Regions from separate parts of the Rattus norvegicus genome. Here region 2 is linked to region 1. A link is a contact called in public Hi-C data. All regions are on one chromosome and are shown on one strand. The core of a region is the stretch at or near the end of the contact, and the rest is flanking DNA. Distances in the headings are between cores, read along the strand shown.

Region 1 (4,736 bases), core at 578-3,077:
TTCCAGGACAGCCAAGGTTACATAGAGAGCCATGTCTCAAAAAAAACCAAAACCAAAACTACAACTGAGAGAGAGAGAGAGAGAGAGAGAGAGAGAGAGAGAGAGAGAGAGCGCAACCTGTGCCCCTGATCTTTATTGCTGACACTAGTTACTGACTCGGACCAAATCCAGACCCTGTACACCTGAGGCCAGCTCCACATGCCCTGCCCCTTCACAGTCTGTCACACAGAATACCTGTTAGTGGCCCTACTTACTAAATCACAGTTGGTCTCTTGGGGCTCCAGTGTGGCTTGCTTGCCTGGCCTTTCTCCGCCACTCTGGTCAGGGATCAGACATTCCTGTGCTCCCTCCTCTGTCCCAGCCCTTCACTCAATACTCACTTGTTGCTTTGTCCTTCCCCTGCCCCCACCCCTGCCACCACCAGTGGCAGGCTTGAGGCTTCAGTGCTATCTCTGTACCAGAGAGGAGCCCTTTCCTGACACACATAAGATCAGAGTTTGAGCCCCAACACCAAACAGACTAACAAAACCACAAACTCTATCTTTATTGCCTAAGTACTTGGTGCCTAAGGTTCTGACCGAACCAGCCTAAGAATGAACCTCTATAGGTAGCAGGTCCTTTGTTTACTCTACAAGAAATGGTCACTAGGTGGGTACCCTGAGCTGCTATTACTGAATACCAAGGACAGAGGATGGGCAAGCCAGGACAGGCCAGGTCTAGCCCAAGCCCTTTGTAATGAGAATAGGTAGAATTACTGTCTCCATGGAGATGGGCAGGGCAAGAGCTGGACAGAGGGGAGAGGGAGAGTAGTGGAGAATGTAGATGGGGCTGTCCACCCCAGGAGGCACTTCCGTTGAGGCAGCCTCCTTGCATGCAGGCTGGCAGAGTTCCAGGCCCAGTGAGTAGCAGGCACAGGGATTCTGAGGTCCTGCACACCACCCTGACGTGGTTGCTCAGACCTCACTCGTGGTACAGTGTTGTGTCAGGCCTAGGATTGGCATCAGCTCCAGAAATCTGCCCTGCCTCTGACCTGATTGTATGGTTAAAAACCCATTATAGGCAAGGATTCCTGCTGCATGGGGACTCGATCTCATTCCTGTTCCTGTCTCTGATCTCATCAGTTAAGCAATTGGTCACTGAGTGGTTAGTCTTGGTCAGATTAACTTCTGACAGGTGGCCAGTTGTGGCCATGGCTTTCTCTGAGCCTGGTATTATACTAGACCCTGGGGAAGTGGACCTCTATAGGTCCTTCTTCTTCTCTTGAGGCCTTCTTCTTGCAGAAATGTCCTACCTTTGATACTGTGATTTGATATTGTGGTTTACAAATGTGTCAAACTGCAATGGTGGCTCTCCTGGATGCAAACAGCCCCAGGGCTCAGGTTGGGCACACATAGGAGAGCCTAGAGATAAAACAGAAAATACACATAGGGAAAACCAACAGGGCAAGATGACAGAGTGAGAGGCCTTCAGCTGTGAATGCCCACTAAGCAGGAAACAGGGCAACTTCAGCTTAGTCTTGAAGAAGGATGAGGTTGTCCCATAAGGGACAGACGGTCCTTCGCAAAGGCCCTGAACCTTTAGTGTATTGGAGCTCAGTGAGAAGCCTGCTTTCTCTGCTTGTTGAAAATGCCTTTTGCCTGTAACCAATTGACCCTAATTTGAAGGGGTTGCCAACAGAGAGGTGGCTCCATCTCTGGCCACACACAGTGCTTATGTCTTCCTGGAAACCAGCTCTGTGCAGCTGGCACGGCCTCCTCCCCAGGCAGGCTCTGAGCAGCGGGCTGCTGTGTGGTAAGGAGAACAAGGCTACATTATGAGAGTTTCACAGGCTGGCTATGGACAAACAGAAGGCCTGAGTGTGCCCAGGGACAGCAGCCTGCTTAGAATAGATCACTGAGCTTGGCTGGGGTGGGGGGAGGGAGATGGGGGGGAGGAGCAGGAGAGTAGCCAACAAGAACCAGGTCTTTATGAAGGGGAGGCAGCTTGGCATGAACAGAGAGTGTGCACACCTGCCATCTATCTGCAGCCGTTGACAGGCCTCTGGCTCTGGGTGGCACCACAGGCACGCACACATGTAGCATGCAAACTTTACAGGTAGACTGCTGGGTGACGCAGCTCCCAGCTTCCTCCCTGCTGCCTCCCACTCCAGGACACAGACAAACAAAACCAGTGGGTATTGAGAGCAGCCCGGGAGGTTCTGTGCACAGCTCGTGAAGTGGGCAGCTCCTCCATGAGCCTCGGAGGTGGGCTTTGGCAGACCCTCTGACAGAGTTGCTGCTGATCGGAGAACATCGGTCACGTGGTCAATTTCATAGCTGATAAGTGACAGATGAGTCACGGAGCCTACCTAGACCTGCTTGAGCGCAGGCCTGGTCCACACTGTGATGTGCGTGGTCCGCTTCTCTCTCTGAAGTATGGCTGTGTTCTTTATCACTTTGGCTACGGAGACAATCACTGAAGGTCGCGCCGCCAAAGAGCTGTGTATGAAGATTCCAGCGTTCAGAGGGGATGGCTAGCCTCCCTCTGTGTTGGAGGTCTACTGGGCTGGAAAAGCGGAGCTTTGATCAGTCCTCACTGCAATGACCAGGATGTCCACCAGGGGTCTCACCTCCCCCAGCTTCTCCCTATTGCCCTTCCTAGGAGCTGGTTGGGGCTTCCTCAGAGAGCACAGTCCTCTAGCATCTCCACGGACTGTGAAGAGGGACTAGCAGTAGCTGGTCATTAAAACTGACCCAGGGGGCTGGGGATTTAGCTCAGTGGTAGAGCGCTTACCTAGGAAGCGCAAGGCCCTGGGTTCGGTCCCCAGCTCCGAAAAAAAGAACCAAAAAAAAAAAAAAAAAAAAAAAAAAAAAAAAAACCAAAAAAAACCTGACCCAGTTTCAGCTATACAGGAAGAGGACAGTGAGAGAAAGGACCTCTTAGCCCAGCACAGGGTGGGGCTCAGCATGCCCTCAGGAGACTTTGAACTCATAGATTCTCCCTCATTGTTTCCAGAGGAGGAAACAGAGGTCCAGGGAGCTGAACCTCTTAAGACCTCGTTGCTGAGCAACGCTACACCACACTGACCCTTGGTGGCCATAGGTAGCATGCCTGGCCTCCTAAGGCATTAATGTAGCCAGACACTCCTGGGCTAGTGGATAATCCACAGCCTTGGCAGAGTCCTGGGTGGTGTCTGCCATTGGTGCTAGTGAGAAGTGAGGTCTGCACCAGATAAGCTCTGTGACTCCTCACCTGGTTCTCTCCTTCAGGGACTTTACAAACAAGAGAGGCAGAGCGACCTGAACACAGATGCTTTGCACCCACCCCTACTTGACCACTGCTGCTTTTTCTTTCCTCTTTTCTGTTGTAGTAAACGTCCAACCCCAATAAGCCTCTACAAAAACACACAACTCGGTTCTTATAAGTTATATGTCTAGATTGGGCAGATTGACCACTACACTAATCTATTCCCCAGCTAGGAGATCCCTTGTTACTTGTGGCTTTCCCAGGCCATGTGGTTTTGCTCCATCTTTCTTCCATTTCTTTTTCTTCTCTGTCATCCCCTACTCTTCTTCTTCTTTTTTTTTTAAGATTTATTTATTTATATGTAAGTTCACTGTAGCTGTCTTCATCCACACCTGAAGAGGGCATCAGATCCCGTTACAGATGGTTGTGAGACACCATGTGGTTGCTGGGAATTGAACTCAGGACCTCTGGAAGAGCAGTCGGTGCTCTTATCCACTGAGCCATCTCTCCAGCCCCTCCTCTACTCTTCTTAAAACCTCCAGCCCCACCTTTCCCTTCCACTGCCCAATCACAGGCTCCAGCCTTTATTTGACCAGTTTGAATGGGGAGAGAAGAGGAAGATGAGAAAGAGGATGAAGAGGAGGAGGAGGAGGGGGAGGAGGAGGAGGAGGAGGAGGGAGAAGAGGAGGAGGAAGAGGAGGGAGGAGAAGAGGAGGAAGAAGAGGAGGAAGAGGAAGAGATCTAATGGAGAGGCAGGATATTACTCTTGTGACCACCTCAGGGCCCTTCAATGTGCTTATTCTTGGGCTCTGATCCCTGTCATGTTCTGCATGCCTTTGGTCCCTGCTTGGGGCTCAGTATAGGTGACACCACTTGCCAATGGCTCTGTCCACCCTGAACCACCCTAGAGTAACACTGGGTACTTTGCTCCTGCCGAATAAGATGTCTCCTTCTGTAGGCCTTTATAGAGACAGGCTCTTGAGCTCAGCCACCTTCTGATGGCCTGGTGGACTGGACTTGGGCAAAGTCACTTCTAGCCTGCCTTCAGCCTGTTGGGGCTTTCTCAGCCCTGGCAACCACAAGAGCTAGTTCACCCAATAACCCCTTCTCATAGAGCCGTGTGCACGTCCTCTTGGTCAGCCTTCCTGGAGAAGCCTGAGTGATACAGTGTGGCAGAGAGGTGGAGCAGGAGAACTGGGGTGGCAGGAGGGATAAGACAGATACTGGTTCCTTTAAGGAACTCACACATCAGGCTGGACAAGACAAGGCTACAATCCAAGGACACAAAGGAGGAGGTTAGAAGGAGAGGCCTCCAAAGTCGAGGCCAGGATACACGCTGAGGACCAAGCGTCTCAGAGGTACCAGGCACCCTCTCCACCTCCCTGTCAGCTGCCATCTCGTCCCCATTGTCCCCTTCCATTCATTCCAGGTACATTGATAGTGCCTGCTCTGATCATTGGCTTAGCCCTAGGTGCCACTCGTTCAGAATGAACAAAGGGAACAAAATTCAA
Region 2 (4,168 bases), core at 552-3,051, 320 kb before region 1:
CATTAATTTAGGGACCAGTGAAGGCACCTGCATCCTGGATGCAGCCAGCCAGTAGGGAAGGGGCTGGCAGGACTGGAGTTCAGGCCAGTCAAGACCACTTGGTTGTCCCTTCTCGAGCACAAATGGAAGCCTCCTAGCAGTTAATAAGAGTGTGAAGAGAGGAGACAGGGGAAAAAGTGTCTGTGATAACCCAAAAAGGAGACGCACTCACTTCACTTCCCAGTGCATGCTGGGACTCTGGTCTTATTAGTCTCCTCAAAACTTGGAAGACAAGGAGAAGAGATGGAGTCACCTACTGGGGGATGGGGAAGGAGTGGAAAGTATGAGCGGACTGTATGCAGGCAGTGAGGAGGGATTCCTAGCTCTCTCCACGAAAACACACTTCCCTGGATAGCACAGTCTTGCAAACCGGGAGTGCACATACCTGGGACTCCCCGGAGGGGACAGAGTGACTCTGGCTTTTAACAAGGAAGAACAAACCCCTTGGGGTGTGCTACCACAAAAGGAAGGAAGTGGATCCTAGATCTGGGAGTGCAGGAGGGTAAAGGATTCTGGAGATCTGGGCAGAGGGAGAGGTATGGGAGAAAAGCAGGGAGGGAGTCAGCACCCGGCACTAGAGACCACAGAATGGTAAATAACATTAAAGACCCCGTGGTCCAGGCGGTCTAAAGACAGCCGTGGGACACAAGAAGAGGAGCAATCCTAGAATTGCTAGAGTCTTCGAACAGGACACGGAACTGACAGCGATACCGTGGTCCCCGAGATCAGAGTAGATGAGGTAGTAAGGACTCCAGAGCTGGCAATTCCAGAGGTGCACTCTGGAGCTGCTGGGTGCAGTGCAGTGTGTAGGCGACCCACCCACCAGGCACGCGGCACAGAGCTGAGTAGCCCTTAAGGACCTGGAGTTGTCCCATGCTGCCCAGATCCTGAAGACTCTAGGGACCTTCCCCACTGCCCATATCTAGAGGCCAGGGATGCTTGTGGTCTCCAGATCTTCGGAAATGCCTTCTGAGCGAATCCGAATCTCACAAATTCGAGGACCCTTCCAAAAGTAACCCATAGCCAGAAGCCAGTAGGGGCGCCGCCGAGGTGACCCGCGTCCCCCAAGTAGCCAAGAATGCCCAGCAGGAGTGACCGCGGGTGGTCCGGAAGTAGGGGGGCTGTGGTAGTCTCCCTGGGTATCCCGAGGTGTCCGGGCAAGGCCGGGGGCGTGCGGAGGTCACTTACGCTGCTGTTCTCTCCTGTCCAGTGTACCATCGCCTGGTTGTGCGTCGCGTCTCCCTTGAGCACGAACGACGTGCTGATGAGCGAGACCTGTGCGCGCGAAGCCGAAGCTGCACCGGCCACCGGCGCCGCCCGAACCCTGCGCCCCTTGCCCAGAGCTGGGGCGCCATCAGTGCTGGGACCCGAAGCAGAACCCGGACGGAGACCCGGGACGCCAGGCTCCGATTCTCGTGTCTGCGGATCCTGGCGATTGCTGGACTCCGTGCGTCCCGCGGGCAGCAGCCTGGTGACCTGCACACTGGGACCCCAGCGCCCGGGCTGGGGGGAGCGCCCCATCGCTCCGCAGGCAGCCACCAGCACCAGCAGCAGCAGCAGCAGCGGCCACGAACGTGGCCAGCACGGCGGCAGCAGAACCTGGGAGCTCCGATCCGGCGCAGTAAGGCCAGGACGCTTCGGGGCGCTCGGGGTTCCCCGGTGCGCCATGGTCGCCGGTAGGTAGCGGCGGGGCGGTACGGGCGACACCGCGGCCGCGAGAGCGGGAGGGCGCTGGAAGCTTGAGCAAGAGCGCAGAGAAAGGAGCCGGGAGGGAGGGAGCGCGGGAGGAGGGGACTCAACGCCGCCACGCAGCCAAGGGAGCACCGCCACCTGCCGGCCGCGGGCGAACCTCCGCAGCTCTGGGCCGGGCCAGGCCGGGCCAGGATGTCCTGAGCGCAGTCACACCTCCAAGACCCCTTCCTTCCTTCACAGTGACTCCCAACCTTATCCTCGATCCTCCTCTCTCACCCTCTTTCCATCCTCCCTGATTTCTCGAGGCGTTTACGAAGCAGCTGCACTTGACCAGACAGAGTTCCAGGCACTTGGGGCACAACGGGGTGCAACAAAGGGAAACGGGCCACACCCAACTAGTCCGCTTAGAGGCCAAACAACTCCAGAGCAGCCGGTCTGCAGAGGTGGGGAGAGCGCCTCCTCTGGGCGCTGCTGGAGAGAGTCAAGGGGATGCCCGCGAGTCATGAAAACCGGAGAGATGTTCCAGGCAGCTGAGGACAGTGCAGGAACCTTGGGGTGTCAACTAAAACCAACTCAGTACCTCAGACTTTGGCTTTATCTCCCACCTCCCGGGGAACCCCTGAACAGAATATTACACCTGTGTAGAGGTAGCAAGGAGAGAAGAACAGAGAGGTGGGGTCCCAGCCAGACGGGGTAGGCCAGCACAGAACATGTGGAAACTAGACCCAGAGCTCACCACGTCTTTAATTCAATGCCAATAAAAGCCGCCATCACTGCCAGCCCCTCTGCCATCCAGGACACAAAGCAGGAGGCTGCCCAACTAAGGCCAAGAGTGCAATTGAGCTTTGTCCCCTCGGTCAGGCCAAGGCTCATCCTCTCAGGCTCAGGGTCCGGGAGTCAGGGAGTCTTAGAGATAGACACTGAAAGGCCCCGCTGTCTACTGGGTCTCTTCACTCCAGAAAACCTAATAGAGCAAAGAACCAAGTATCCAGCAAAGTCTGAATTTGCTATCAAGGTTGAACTCCAGTGCCCTCTCCAGGAGTTCCTGTTCAGCACAGGCGGGCGTTGCTAGGGCTCCAATGTGCGGAGCACTGAACAGGACTGGAGTTCCTGCCGGGCCTCCTCCTGTGGAATGTGCCCAGGGTGCACCCTGATATAAACTTCCAACCCGAAAAATTCAGGAGCTGAAGTCCAAAGCCAGGCAAGAAGAGAGGGTGCACAGCTGTGGCAACATTTGGTCTAGCAAAGAAAGGCTAGCAGAGACAGACAGTATGGGGCTGGAGGGGGTGGGGAAGGACAGGAAACTAGATGATGTGCCTTTCCTAGATCTGAGGTGGCGGTGAAGGGGGTTCCAAGTCACAACTGTATACCATCAGAGTATAAGGTGCTTTGTTGTGCTTTAATTTTTCAAAAAGCTTCTAAGTAATAAGAGAAAGCCTCAGGACATGACAGAATACTGAACACCTACCATGTGTCCGGGAATTCCCTAGGGGCCTCTGTGCCTGGCAGGTCATGACTAGGACAGGTAGTGGGTAGAACTGTCCCCATTTACAAATGAGGAAACATTCAAAAGTTCAGTCACAGCCTGAAGTCACCCAGACTCTGACCCAGGTGCTGTGATCAGAGATGGTGCCTTTTATACCACCTATACCTCTTATCATCTGGAGAAGGGGCTCTGGGACACTACACCATGCAGGCACTTGCCACCCGGTCAGAGGGAGATGGGAGCCACCACTGGCCATCCCAGCCTATCTGAGACTCAGGTCACAGAGACTTGGTCAAGGTCCCCCATGAATAGAAGAGTCCAGGCCTGGCACAGAGGTGTGATGCCCTGCTGGGGCTCTTTCCAAAACAATCTACTGCCTCTGCTCCAGAGAGGACACAGGGACTTAGAAGAGGACGTCTGGCTCATCTCTTCCATGATGAGCCCAAAGCTGTTAGGATCACTCCGTTTACAGCCATGGCTGGATCCAGGGACCCTGATGAAGGAGAGGAGGCTCAGGTCTGGCAGAATGGACAGATGCTTTATTAAAAGGCCTACCTCAGCGATTGGCTAGCACCCAGGAGAAAGGAAAGGTACTGTGTAATGAAGGGTGAATCTGAGGAGGAGGGGAAGCCCCACTTTATTGTGAGGTAACATGGAACTGTCAACCAAAGAAGCAAGTGTCAAGAGGGAGCCAGCCACAGCCACCACGGGTGCTGTCCTGGCTGAGGGAAGAGCCCTTGAGTGCTGATCTTACTGCTGTGCCCAGGAGTGGCTCAATTGATATTCAGAGGCTGACCGAGTGTAGCTGGAGTGTTTGAAGCAGGGGAGTGAGATTATTAGCTTTTTTATAGCTGCTTTCCTGGCCTTGAGGACGGGCATAGAGACCACTTAGGAGGCAACTCCTCCAAAGGGCTAGAGATGTGGGGGCTGGAACAGAGGGAAGGAAAACTC

Evidence for each region. A called contact is a pair of places that touch in the nucleus more often than the background predicts.
Region 2: a Hi-C map of Schwann cells shows a contact between it and region 1, with 7 times the contacts expected there. The contact joins the promoter of Sorcs2 here to the enhancer-like site in region 1. A contact is called at or near these places in 2 of 12 Hi-C or Micro-C datasets (Schwann cells and mammary epithelial cells).

The regions. Positions count from the first base shown.
Region 1 is chr14:78,274,827-78,279,562 of GRCr8, reverse strand. LOC103693769 (a long non-coding RNA gene) reads right to left here. Exons shown (of 2, transcript XR_595849.4): 2 at 1-2,544. Among named protein-coding and RNA genes, the nearest start is that of Bloc1s4, 9.5 kb to the right of the region's middle. Within about 2 kb of position 1,827, at least 49 of the 93 cell types and tissues checked have an H3K27ac peak or open chromatin away from gene starts, as enhancers often do. A contact at or near this core is called in Schwann cells, where this site is marked.
Region 2 is chr14:78,593,720-78,597,887 of GRCr8, reverse strand. It overlaps Sorcs2 (sortilin-related VPS10 domain containing receptor 2), which reads right to left and starts at 1,801. Exons shown (of 27, transcript NM_001107225.2): 1 at 1,228-1,801. The coding sequence starts at 1,707.